Regions from separate parts of the Mus musculus genome. Here region 1 is linked to region 2. Evidence: chromatin contacts called from public promoter capture Hi-C data. All regions are on one chromosome and are shown on one strand. Each heading gives the region's core, a stretch centred on a gene start, on an enhancer-like site or on the middle of the called end of the contact. The rest is flanking DNA. Distances are from core to core; before and after follow the strand shown. Region 1 holds the start of C5ar1 (complement component 5a receptor 1). Region 2 holds the start of Dhx34 (DEAH (Asp-Glu-Ala-His) box polypeptide 34).

The links. Promoter capture Hi-C pulls out the DNA fragments that hold promoters and counts their contacts.
Region 1: a contact with region 2 is called in a promoter capture Hi-C map of macrophages, with 11 read pairs. The contact joins the promoter of C5ar1 here to the promoter of Dhx34 in region 2. A contact is called at or near these places in 20 of 39 promoter capture datasets (the 3T3-L1 cell line, 3T3-L1-derived adipocytes, the C10 cell line and 12 more), 4 of 15 datasets of contacts at CTCF or cohesin (CD8 T cells, the NIH/3T3 cell line, large pre-B cells and 1 more), 23 of 484 Hi-C or Micro-C datasets (B cells, CD4 single positive thymocytes, CD8 T cells and 17 more), 16 of 115 datasets of contacts at active chromatin or transcription factors (CD8 T cells, the HPC-7 cell line, Th17 cells and 10 more) and 3 of 9 other capture datasets (adipose tissue, liver and pancreatic islet).

Annotation. Positions count from the first base shown.
Region 1 is chr7:16,257,496-16,262,401 of GRCm38.p6, forward strand. It overlaps C5ar1 (complement component 5a receptor 1), which reads right to left and starts at 1,843. Exons shown (of 2, transcript NM_001173550.1): 1 at 1,650-1,843. The coding sequence starts at 1,652.
Region 2 is chr7:16,217,860-16,223,425 of GRCm38.p6, forward strand. Dhx34 (DEAH (Asp-Glu-Ala-His) box polypeptide 34) reads right to left here and starts at 4,173. Exons shown (of 17, transcript NM_027883.3): 1 at 4,139-4,173; 2 at 129-1,091. The coding sequence starts at 839.

The DNA.
Region 1 (4,906 bases), core at 593-3,092, 37 kb after region 2:
TACTACTCACATATATAAAATAAGTAAATCTTTAAAAAAAAAAAAAAAAAAAAAAAAAAAAAAAAGGGCTGGTGAGTTGGCTCAGTGGGTAAGAGCACCCGACTGCTCTTCCGAAGGTCTGGAGTTCAAATCCCAGCAACCACATGGTAGCTCACAACCATCTGTAACAAGATCTGATGCCATCTTCTGGAGTGTCTGAAGACAGCTACAGTGTACTTATATATAATAAATAAATCTTAAAAAAAAAAAAAGATACTGACAGCCTATTCCAGTATTTAAAACAAACAAACAAACAAACAAAAAACAAAAAACTCAGTCACGCCCCAGCCCAAATCAGGGACTCTACAGTTCGGGTGGTCAATAAAGTGACTTCGTCTTCAGAAACGTTGTGTAGAAAGGAAAAAGAACCCACCCTGTTCTGGAAACCCCAATTGCTCGGGGCAGACACAGGATTGGATGGGACAGAAGAAGGATGAAGAAAGCGTGTACCCTCCCTGTCATCAAGTTTTCCGTTTCCTCTTTTGTGTGGATGAAGCAAGACCGTATCCTCTGTTACAGTGGGGCCAAGTCGCCGCTGGTCTAGCACCATGCCTCAACGTCAGGTCCCAGGCATGGAGAGGGACCTGCCTAGAGGGTCATGGCCATTAACCACAGAAGGACCCAGGCCATCAGTGCTCCCATCTGGGCTTCCTCTAACTTTTCTGGGAATGGGCGTTCTTTCAAACTGGCTGTCAAGACTCTCAACATTGACCTTCCTTAGACTTCTTTACATGTTTACCAGGCTGGCCTCGAACTCACAGAGAACCTCCCGATTCTGCCTCCTGAGTGCGGGATTAAAAGGTGTGCGTCACAGCACCCAGTCTCTGCTTGGTAGTTTTAGACTCAGCGTAGGAGACGGAACCCTGGGCCACACTCAGGCTAGGCAGTGAGCTACAATCCCAACAGGTTTCTGCAATTGTTTCATTCTTCCTTCCTTTATTCACACTGTTTGAGTTTTTGTTTTGTTTTGCTTTTAGTCTTTGAGACAAAGTCTCAACAAAGTTGCCTAGGCTCGCCCCAAATCTCAAACCTCCTGCTAGGAGCCAGGATAGCAGGTTTGAGCCACCACCTTGGCTAGTTTGTAAAATTATTTTTTTGTTCTTGCTTTTCTGAAGTAGGGTCTCATGTAGTGTAGCCCAGGTTAACCTCAAAATTACTATGTAAGATTGAATTTCCAATCACTCCCACCCAGCTGTACGAGGTGCTGGTCATTGGACCCATGGCTTCCAGCTCTCCCACAGAGCACTCTCACACCTGATCTCTACCTCCAGCCCATTTGTCTCTGAACACAGTATCTCATAGTGTAGCTCACACTAGCCTAAAAGTCACTATGTAGCCTTGACTGCAGCATCCTGCCCCGGCCTCTTGAGGGCTCAGATTACAAGTGTAAATGAACATGCCCAACTTCTAGAACTCTTCAGTGAGGAGAGCTGACTCCAGGGTCTCCTGTCCTGAAGAACCTTCTTGAGCCTACATCTTGGTGAGGCCGCCGTGGTTCCCATAAATCCCCTTAGTCCGTTGGCCACATCCCATCTCAGAGTGTGAGCTCAGGATGGGAAAGGAGCTAGAAATGGGCAAAGAAAGTCAGACAGGGAGAGGAATCCACTCACCATGTCCTGGCTCCTCCTGGGTTCTGTGGTAACCAGCGACGGATGCCTGAAGGTCCCTGTCACCCAGGCTGTGCCTTTTAAACCCTCAAGAAGAGATGCAGGCAACTGAGAGGAAATGACTGTCTTGTCTCCTGGAGGTGCTCATTGGTCACTCACTGACCATCCTAGCTGAGGCTCCCTCCACCGGTGCTTACCCAGTACACCCTCAGCACCACCCAGTACCAACCAGCCAGGGGAGAGATGTCAACTTGGAAAAGGAAGGAAGTCTCTGGCCCCAGAAGGGGAAAAGGCAATTTCCAGGACTTCTTCACTTTTGGGGACGCAGCTGCTTTTCCTGGCCTCGTTCCCCAATCTGAGGAGGAGCCTACCTCTTCTGAAGGAAGTTTTGGAGTTTCTGGGGTTTCTACATGACAGAAATAATGACCACAGCTCCCCAGCCTGGTGGCTTTTATAGCAAGAAAGCACACAGAGGGCTGAAGAGATGGCCAAGGTCTTGGCGTTTTCTCTTAAGGGGGTTAGGGAGATGTGTTAACTCAATGCTAGCACTCAGGAGACTGGGGCAGGAGGATCACCCTGGGCTGCAGAACAGGACCTGTCTCAAATAATAAAGCAAAGCATGCTGGGATCATGGCTTGGTTGGTTAAACACTTGCCTAGCATGTGCAAAGCCCTGGATACCATTCCCAGCACCGCATAAAACCTGATGTAGTGCTGCATCCGACCCCAGCACCCAGGCGGCTGAGGCAGGAGAATAAGTTCAAAGCCATCCTCCTGGCTGCACAGTAACTTCTAATCCAGAGTAGGCTTTGTGAGATCCTTTGTAGCAGTGGCTCTCAACCTTCCTGACACTGTGACCCTGAAAACAGTTGGTTCCACATATTGTGGTGACCCCCAACCACAAAAGCATTTCATTGTTACTTCATAACTGTAATGTAAATATCAGATATACAAGATATCTGAGATGTGACACCCTCCCCCCAGGGGTCAGGACCCACAGGTTGAGAACCTGTGCTTTTTAGCAAAGACAAAATTGGCTCAGGTTAGGCACAATTATACATGCCTGTAATTCTATTACTTGGACAAAAGCAGGAGGATTAAAAATTCCAGGCCACCTGCATAGGAAGGACCAATTTTTTAAAAAAATAAAAATAAAACAAACCTATGGTCACATGTGTGGTACGCAATCCCAACACTCTGTAAACTCATGGTCAGTAAGAGCCACATAATGAAAGCCTATCTCAGGGCTGGGGGGCGTGGAGCATAAGAGATGAAATGTCTTATTCTGTCTTAACAGCCTAATTAATCCTTTGTTGTGTTTTCTGTTTGTTTGAAACCTGAAATCTTCTATCTTCTCTCTTCTCCTCCCACATCCTACCCTGAACACCTGATGCATCAGCCACGTGAGACCACAGGACCCCGGAACTCCTGTGAGTATGCAGCGAGATGGGCCGTGAAAGGAACACACTCCGGAGATTTCAACGATGTCTATAATCTCAGCATTTGGGAGGTGGATGCAGGAGACACCATAGCTCAAGTTCATTCCTAGCAATACAGACAACCCGAGACACCATCTCAAACACTCAAAAACAGCCAGATGTGGTGGCACAAGCCTGTAATCCCGACACTCAGATGGCACAGACAGGCAGTCCTCTGTGAGTTTGAGGCCAGCTCGTCTACATAATGAGTTTCAGGCCAACCAAAGCTATATAGAAAACTACCTCAAAACAAGAGTAAAAACTAAATAAAGTAAATATGTAGCTTTACTGATTTGTTTTCTAAACTTGTGTGTGTGTGTGTGTGTGTGTGTGTGTGTGTAGGTCAGAGGACAAACTTGTAGGACTTATGTCTTTCCACCATGTTGGTCACAGGAATTGAACTCAGGTCAGCAGGCTGAGCAGCAAGCACTTTACCCACCGAGCCATCTCGCTGGCCCCTTTTCTTGGGCAGGGCTGAAATTTTTTGACTTACACAGTGGAAACCAAACAAAGCTGAAAAGTCTCATGACCCAATAACATGGGAAGTGTGAGCTGTCCCTTATCTACAGCCCCAGTGCCCTAGGAAGCCTGTCCCTTGCAGGAGTGCATGAACCAGCTGAGCAGGTGGCTGTAATCCATTGTTCCCTCAGGGAAGCTGAAAGTCCACCATAGGGTGGCAATCAACAACTACTACCCTGTGGTGCTGAGTGAGGCCCCAGGCTGCAGCCACAGTGGCTTCTAAGGCAGGATGTGGTGGACTGGTCATTGCAGAGCTGAGATACAAGTGGCCTTCCATGCTGATCTGATCCGGTGGGCTTGCAAGAGGTTCTAGTATTTGCTCTGCCCAAGAAGCAGGAAGCAAAAGACAAACAAACAAACAAAAAAACACAGGGGGGGGGGGAGAGAGGGGGGAGGGAGAGGGAGAGAGGAAGAAGAAGAAGAAGAAGAAGAAGAAGAAGAAGAAGAAGAAGAAGAAGAAGAAGAAGAAGAAGAAGAAGAAGATGATAGAGGAGGAGGAGATGGAGGAGGAAGAGGTGGAGGAGGAAGAGGAAGAGGAGGAAGAGAAGGAAGGAGGGGGGAAGGAGGAGGGAGGGAGGAGGAGGACTGTGGGAAGTGCCAGGGGGTGGAGAACTGACTGTTGAAACCTGTCTTCTGACTGCTACTTGTGCACCATGTACCATGGGTGCACACAATAGATAGATAGATAGATAGATAGATAGATAGATAGATAGATAGATAGATAGATAGATAGTAAATAATATAGTTTATTTATACATGTCTATCAAATATATTATATATACTAAACATATATTTATTATATCTTTATAGAATATACATTTACAATATATTATATATAAAATAGATACATTATATATAAGATATAAAAAATAAATTATTTAAATAAAATAAATAAATAAAATGGAATTTTAAAAGCTAACTAATTAGGCTTGGGCATACAATAAACAAACAAACAAGTAAAATGTAATTTTAAAAGTTAACCAATTAGTCCAGGCCGAGGTGACGCAAGCCTTTAATCCCAGCACTTGAGGAGGCAGAGACAGGCAGATATCTATGAGTCTAAGGCCAGCCTGATCTACAGAGTGAGTTCCAGGACAGCCAGGGATACACAGAGAAATTCTGTCTTGAAAAACAAAAAGAAAAAAAAATTAACTAAATAAAAGAGATTGTGTTAGTTTTCTGTGTTGGCTGTAACAAACAATCAGAGGCTTGTGGCTTACAAGGCTGAAAATTTACAATCACTCTTCCAGAATCCATAGGTTCG
Region 2 (5,566 bases), core at 2,923-5,422:
TGTAGAGAGACGTTCTAGAAGAATCGTCTCTAGTTCTGCGCCTAAGTGTTAACTTTTATGCACACTGCCTCGAGGACTATCAACTCATCCTACAGCAGAAAAACCTGGGAACCTGCTGTGCTGCCCACCTGGGAGCCATACTGACTGAGGCTCTCGAAGCCAACGCGCTTGGCCAGTGAGATGCAGGCGATTCTCCGGGGCTGAGTGCATGCCACGTGACTGAAGCCGGCGGCCAGCAAGTACTGGGGCACCTGAGTAGACTTGCCACAGCCTGTGTCCCCGGCCACCACCACCACCTGGTGTTCCTTGAGAGTCTGCAGGATGCGGTTCCCATACTGGGCGATGGGAAGTGCCGCTCGCTCACGCTGCAGTTTGACGAGCCTCCCAAAAGCCTGCTTCTGCTGGAAGTCTAGGTAGTGAAGCAATGCACGGCGGAACTCGGACACTCTCTCGGGCGGCAGCCCCCTGCCGGGCCCATGACGACCCCGAGTGTCTGGGCTGAGAATGGAGAGGTTGATGCGGTAGCGTGGGTCGTAAGTGAGAGGTAGGTCAGCTAAAGCAGCGATGCCATGTTTGGGCATGCCAGGGTCCTTCTCCTTCTTCTGGGAGGTCTTGAGGTGCTGGAATCTCTGCAGGCGTTCAAAGAAAGCCCAGAACTTCTGACACTCCTCTGAACCACGACGGATATAATCCTCATCGCGGAAGAATACATCTTCCAAGAGACAACGAGTCTCTGGACAATTCCAGTCCCATTTCTCCGGGGCCTCTTCCTCCCTGGGAGCTCGATGGTGGTCTCGGTCTCGGTGACCCCTCCCCTCCCTTGTCCTGGGAGGAGGCATGGTTCCTATCAAACTGCTGTCACAGAAACAGTCTCCGTTCTGATCGCTTAGACTAAGTATTCTCACCTAACTCCCGACCCCAGGAACTGCTTTCTCTTCAAAGAGTCACCTCCCCTTTCCATGTACAGAGGCTCTGTGGACGGCAGGGTGGGTAGCCAGGGGCCTGGTGGGTAGGTGGAGCTGCACAAAGCGCTTCATGACTCCTGCAGTGGTCTCTGGAAGGGACAAGGGTCCATTCTGGACTTCCAGGTTCTGGATGTTTGGAGAAGAAAAGAGAAGATATATATCCATTCACTTTTAGAACATCAGTTAAAAGCCTGTTGTTCTTCAAGCTCTGGACTAGGAGGAGGAGGAGGCCATAAATGCTACTACATGTTGGTCACATGATCAGTCAAAGGGGAGTCTTGTAAGGAAGACAGAAACAACGACAATAGGCAACAGACTTCATCTGGGGTCTGTCGGGCTTCACAACACTGAATGGCGTCCCTGGAAAATGAACGGAATGTATCTGTGGTGTTAGGGATTGGTTTTGCCTGCCTGGCACATGCCATCCTTTACCTGGCAAGTTTCCATCCTCCTTCAGAGAATAGCTCATCACATACACATGGCTCTCAGGGTTTAAGCAAACAACAAAGGCCTGGCCAGCCATGGTATTCCTTTTGGTCTGAGGAATGGACACAAGTCCCAGTCAGGTCCCTACTCTGGAATTTGCACCTGGTCGCTAGGAGAGAGAAGCCCTCTGTTTTTATCTAACCAGACGAGTTGGGTTAAACCTGAACCCATTCAGAGTAGCTCTAGGGCATGAGTCTTTCCTAGATATGTACCTCCGACAAAACCCTGCCTGTGGACACAGTGGTCTGACCACTGTGAGGGGGCGTAGGAGACGCCTGGTGATATCACCAGTGTGCAAGGCTTAGTTCCTGCCAACACTCCGCTTCTTGGCTAAGTAAGAAAATGCCTTCCACTGCCCTACAGTGTTGAGATAGAGCCCGGCCCCTCACACATGATACACAAGTGGTCCACCACTGAGCCATTCTGCTTGAAGTCAGAATCTCTCCGGTCAGCTGAAGAAAAATCACAATGAAGGACATAGCTGTGTGCCCAATTTTCTGGAGGGAAGTCCCTCATTCTTCCTTTTTGTATAAGTTATATCTTATTCTGTATATGTGTTTTGCCTGCGTGTGTGTATGTGTACCAATGACGCCCTTGGAATCCAGAAGGCGCCAGATCCCCCTGAAAGTAGACTCACAAGTGGTTGTGAGCCACCATGTGGGTACTGGGAATTGAACCTGGATCCTTTGGGAGAGTAGCCCATGCTCTTAACCGCTGAGCCATCTCTCCAGCCCTTCATTCTTCTTTCCTAAAAGGATTTATCAGGACAATGAGATGGCTCAGTGACTAAGGGCATTTGCCACCAAGCTTGGTAAACAGAGTTTGAGTCTTGGAACCCATATGGGAAGAAAGAGCTGACTCTCTCAAGTTTTCCTGCCTTACACACACACACAAATAAATAAAATTTAATATGTGGGGGCTGATTATGATTTTAAGAGGCCCACACACTCCCTTGGTAAAGGACCTGGAGACAAGCAGGTCATCAGGTTTGAATCTGATCAGTTACCACAAGCAAACAAGTTTATCTGAAGTGGTTTTCTTCATCTATAAAATGGGAGCAGTATCATCAAATATCAAAAACACTGTCAAAGAGGCCAAACGGCCACTATTACTCAGGTTTAATGCTTTCTCTCCACAAGAAGAGATTCCAACACATGGAAAACAGCAAAGGCACAGAGCATCCAACCAGGGGGGAAAATAACACAAAAGGCCAGGAATTCTCTCTCGATGGCATTAGCAAACCCAACTCAGCCTTCATTCTCTCAAGGGTCATCATGAAAGAGCCCAGAGGTTGGCTTTATGCAGTCACAGGGGTGGGAGGGACTTGGTCCCCTCTTGGGAGTTGTTAGAGCTACCTTTGAGTGTCCAGGGAGGAAGACCTTGTGAGTCCCACAAACATAGCAGACACTGCAGAGTACAACACTTCTGAGTAAAGACTGAAGCTCGGTGATGACAGGACTGAGAGAACTCTATTCTAGAAGGGAATGAGGACCAGGCCTTGGAAAGCTGCTAGAAGATGGAGCCAGTGATCCTCAGAAAAAGACTGGGACAGTAAGGAGGAGAAAGCTCCTTCTAGGCAACAAAAACCCTGACTCACACTAGGCCCAACATCAGCACCCATGGCTGCCAATGGGTCTGTTCCCTCGGGCATTTTACTCCTTCATTTGGTTTGGGGTCTCAGGTAGTTTAGCCTAACCTTGAACTCTCCACACAGATAAGCATGACCTTGAACTCACTCACCATCCAGTCTCCACCACATAAGTGCTGGGACTGCAAGTAAGCACCATTATGTCCAAGTATGGCTTACCGGGCCATCTTCCCAATACCTCTCTTTCTATTTCTCTATTTCTCCCTCTCTCCCCTCTCTCTCCTCTCTCTCTCTCTCTCTCTCCCTCCCTCCCTCTCTTCCTCAGACCTCCATTTGAATTTCTCCACTTTCTCCATCTTGTTTCAACTTTTCCTCAAATTTATTTATTTTTGGAGACAAGAGTCATCCTATGTAGACTGGGTTGGCCTTTAACTCACAATCCTCCTGCTTCAGCCTCCTGTGCTCAGATCCAGCACCTAGCTCCCGGCCCTCTATTTGTTTACAGTTCTCCAGTCAATACTTTTATCTACCAATGGTGCCTTTCTTTACAGCTACCACTCCGGTATTTCTGTGTAGTCTCAATCACATATGTATACATATATGTTCACTTTCTCACAACATTAAGACTATTTCCACTCTATTTTGCTAAGCTAAATAAGCAGTGCGAGGAACGCAAATCTGGGGTGCATTTCTTCCTTTCGCCATTTTTCAGCACGACTCTACTATCACCTCCAACTTTCAAGGTTCTGTTTCAAACTCCATCTTTTCATAACTGTGGGTCTCACCACCATCCAGGCTTTCTTGCCAATCTCTTCCTGGCGCCCTTGTGAGCCTCTCTTGCAGGCACCCCATCACCCTGGTCCCCTTTTCTCTCCCTTTCTCAGAAACTTGTTCCCTCTGTGGTTTCAGTTCCGGGCCTCTTGGTCCTCCAGCTTCTAAGAATCGCGCACCGCCAGAGCTCTCTGGGTCCTGGCACATTCCTTCATTAAAATTGGGGTTCTCTTGACTCCCCTGCTCGCTCGGAACTATAGCCCCACACAAATCCTGCACCAGGGACCAAAGCCACGCAGACACCCCGCACACACGCCCCGCCCCTTACCTCCGAAATAGCACGGACGCCTCAACTTCCGGTCCTAAATGGTCTGCGCCTGCGCACGCTCCCGCCACTCTCCAGACTGCGCATGCGCAGATCGCGAAAGCGCGACCTGGCCTCTCCGTACAATGAAGCCCAATAGGGAGTAGCGGGCGGGCCAATGCCCATCGCACAAAGCGCTCTTGGGCACCTGGCTTCAGGCAGTGTTTTGGGTGATTTGACGCCCTCTAGAGGCCAGAGGAGGGGTTATAGGTAAGTGCCAGTCCCTAGCCGTGTCCTCTCCACAGCCCTGTAAACCCAGAATTACTAGAAAGTCAAAAGTTTCGGGTCCAAAAAACAAAACAACGCACGCCTCTAATCCCAGCACTTGGGAGGCAGAGGCAGGCGGATTTCTGAGTTCGAGGCCAGCCTGGTCTACAGAGTGAGTTCCAGGACAGCCAGAGCTACACAGAGAAACCCTCTCTCAAAAAAACAAACAAACAAACAAACAAAAAGTTTAGGGTCAGCAAGGGAGCTCAAACACTATTAAAACAGTCCCGTGACTGGGCGAACTAGTGCACGCCTTAAATTCCAGCACTTGGGAGGCAAAGGGAGGTGGATCTCGGTAAGTTCAAGGCCAGCCTGGACTACATAGTGAGTTCAGGTCATCCAGGACTACATATCTAGACCATCTCAAAAACCTAATTAAATTAATAAGACAGTCATGTGGTCACTCTATCACTATAACTCACTAATAAATAATCAGATGTAACCCCAGCAGCCTTAAGCCAGGGACCAGCTCTGTGCTGATCAGTCTTGTGTCCCCTTAAAGCCCTCTCTAGAGCCACACATGTTAAATTAATGACTAAATGGGTGAGAAAAGACTCCAGAGAAAACTACACAGTACTCCTCGATGTGCCAATCACTGGGGAACTGAGCCTCAGTTTCCCCATCGATAACCTAAGAAAACTTGTTGCAAAAAAAAAAAAAAGTCGCTGAAAAGCATATATAAAAATATATAGGCCAGGCTGGGTTGTAGCCAGGTTTTGAGTTCTCTGTTTCCTCTTCTGGTTTCTCTGTGCAGCTCACTTTTTCCCCCCATTCAGATATTAGTGCACTGAAGCTGTCATCTCTGACCTTGCTTCTAAAAGCAGCTCCCTCCACAGAGCGGGCATTATTGCTCAATATTTTATTTCTTTGCTTATTCATGTATTTCAGACAAGAACTTTCTCCTTTGCCCAGGCTCCAACTACTCATCCTTCCACCACCGCCTCCTGAGCGCTGGAATGTTCTTCACCCCGTCCTATTTAATCTTACTTTTGTGACTATCTCTGTGTCCTCCAGTAAGATGTGTGCTCCGTAAAAGTGGAGAACTCTTCTGTTTTGTTCACCAAAGTCTCCTCTGTGCAGAGAAAGAACCCCAGACCTTAAGAATGTACCCCTCCCCAGGTAGTA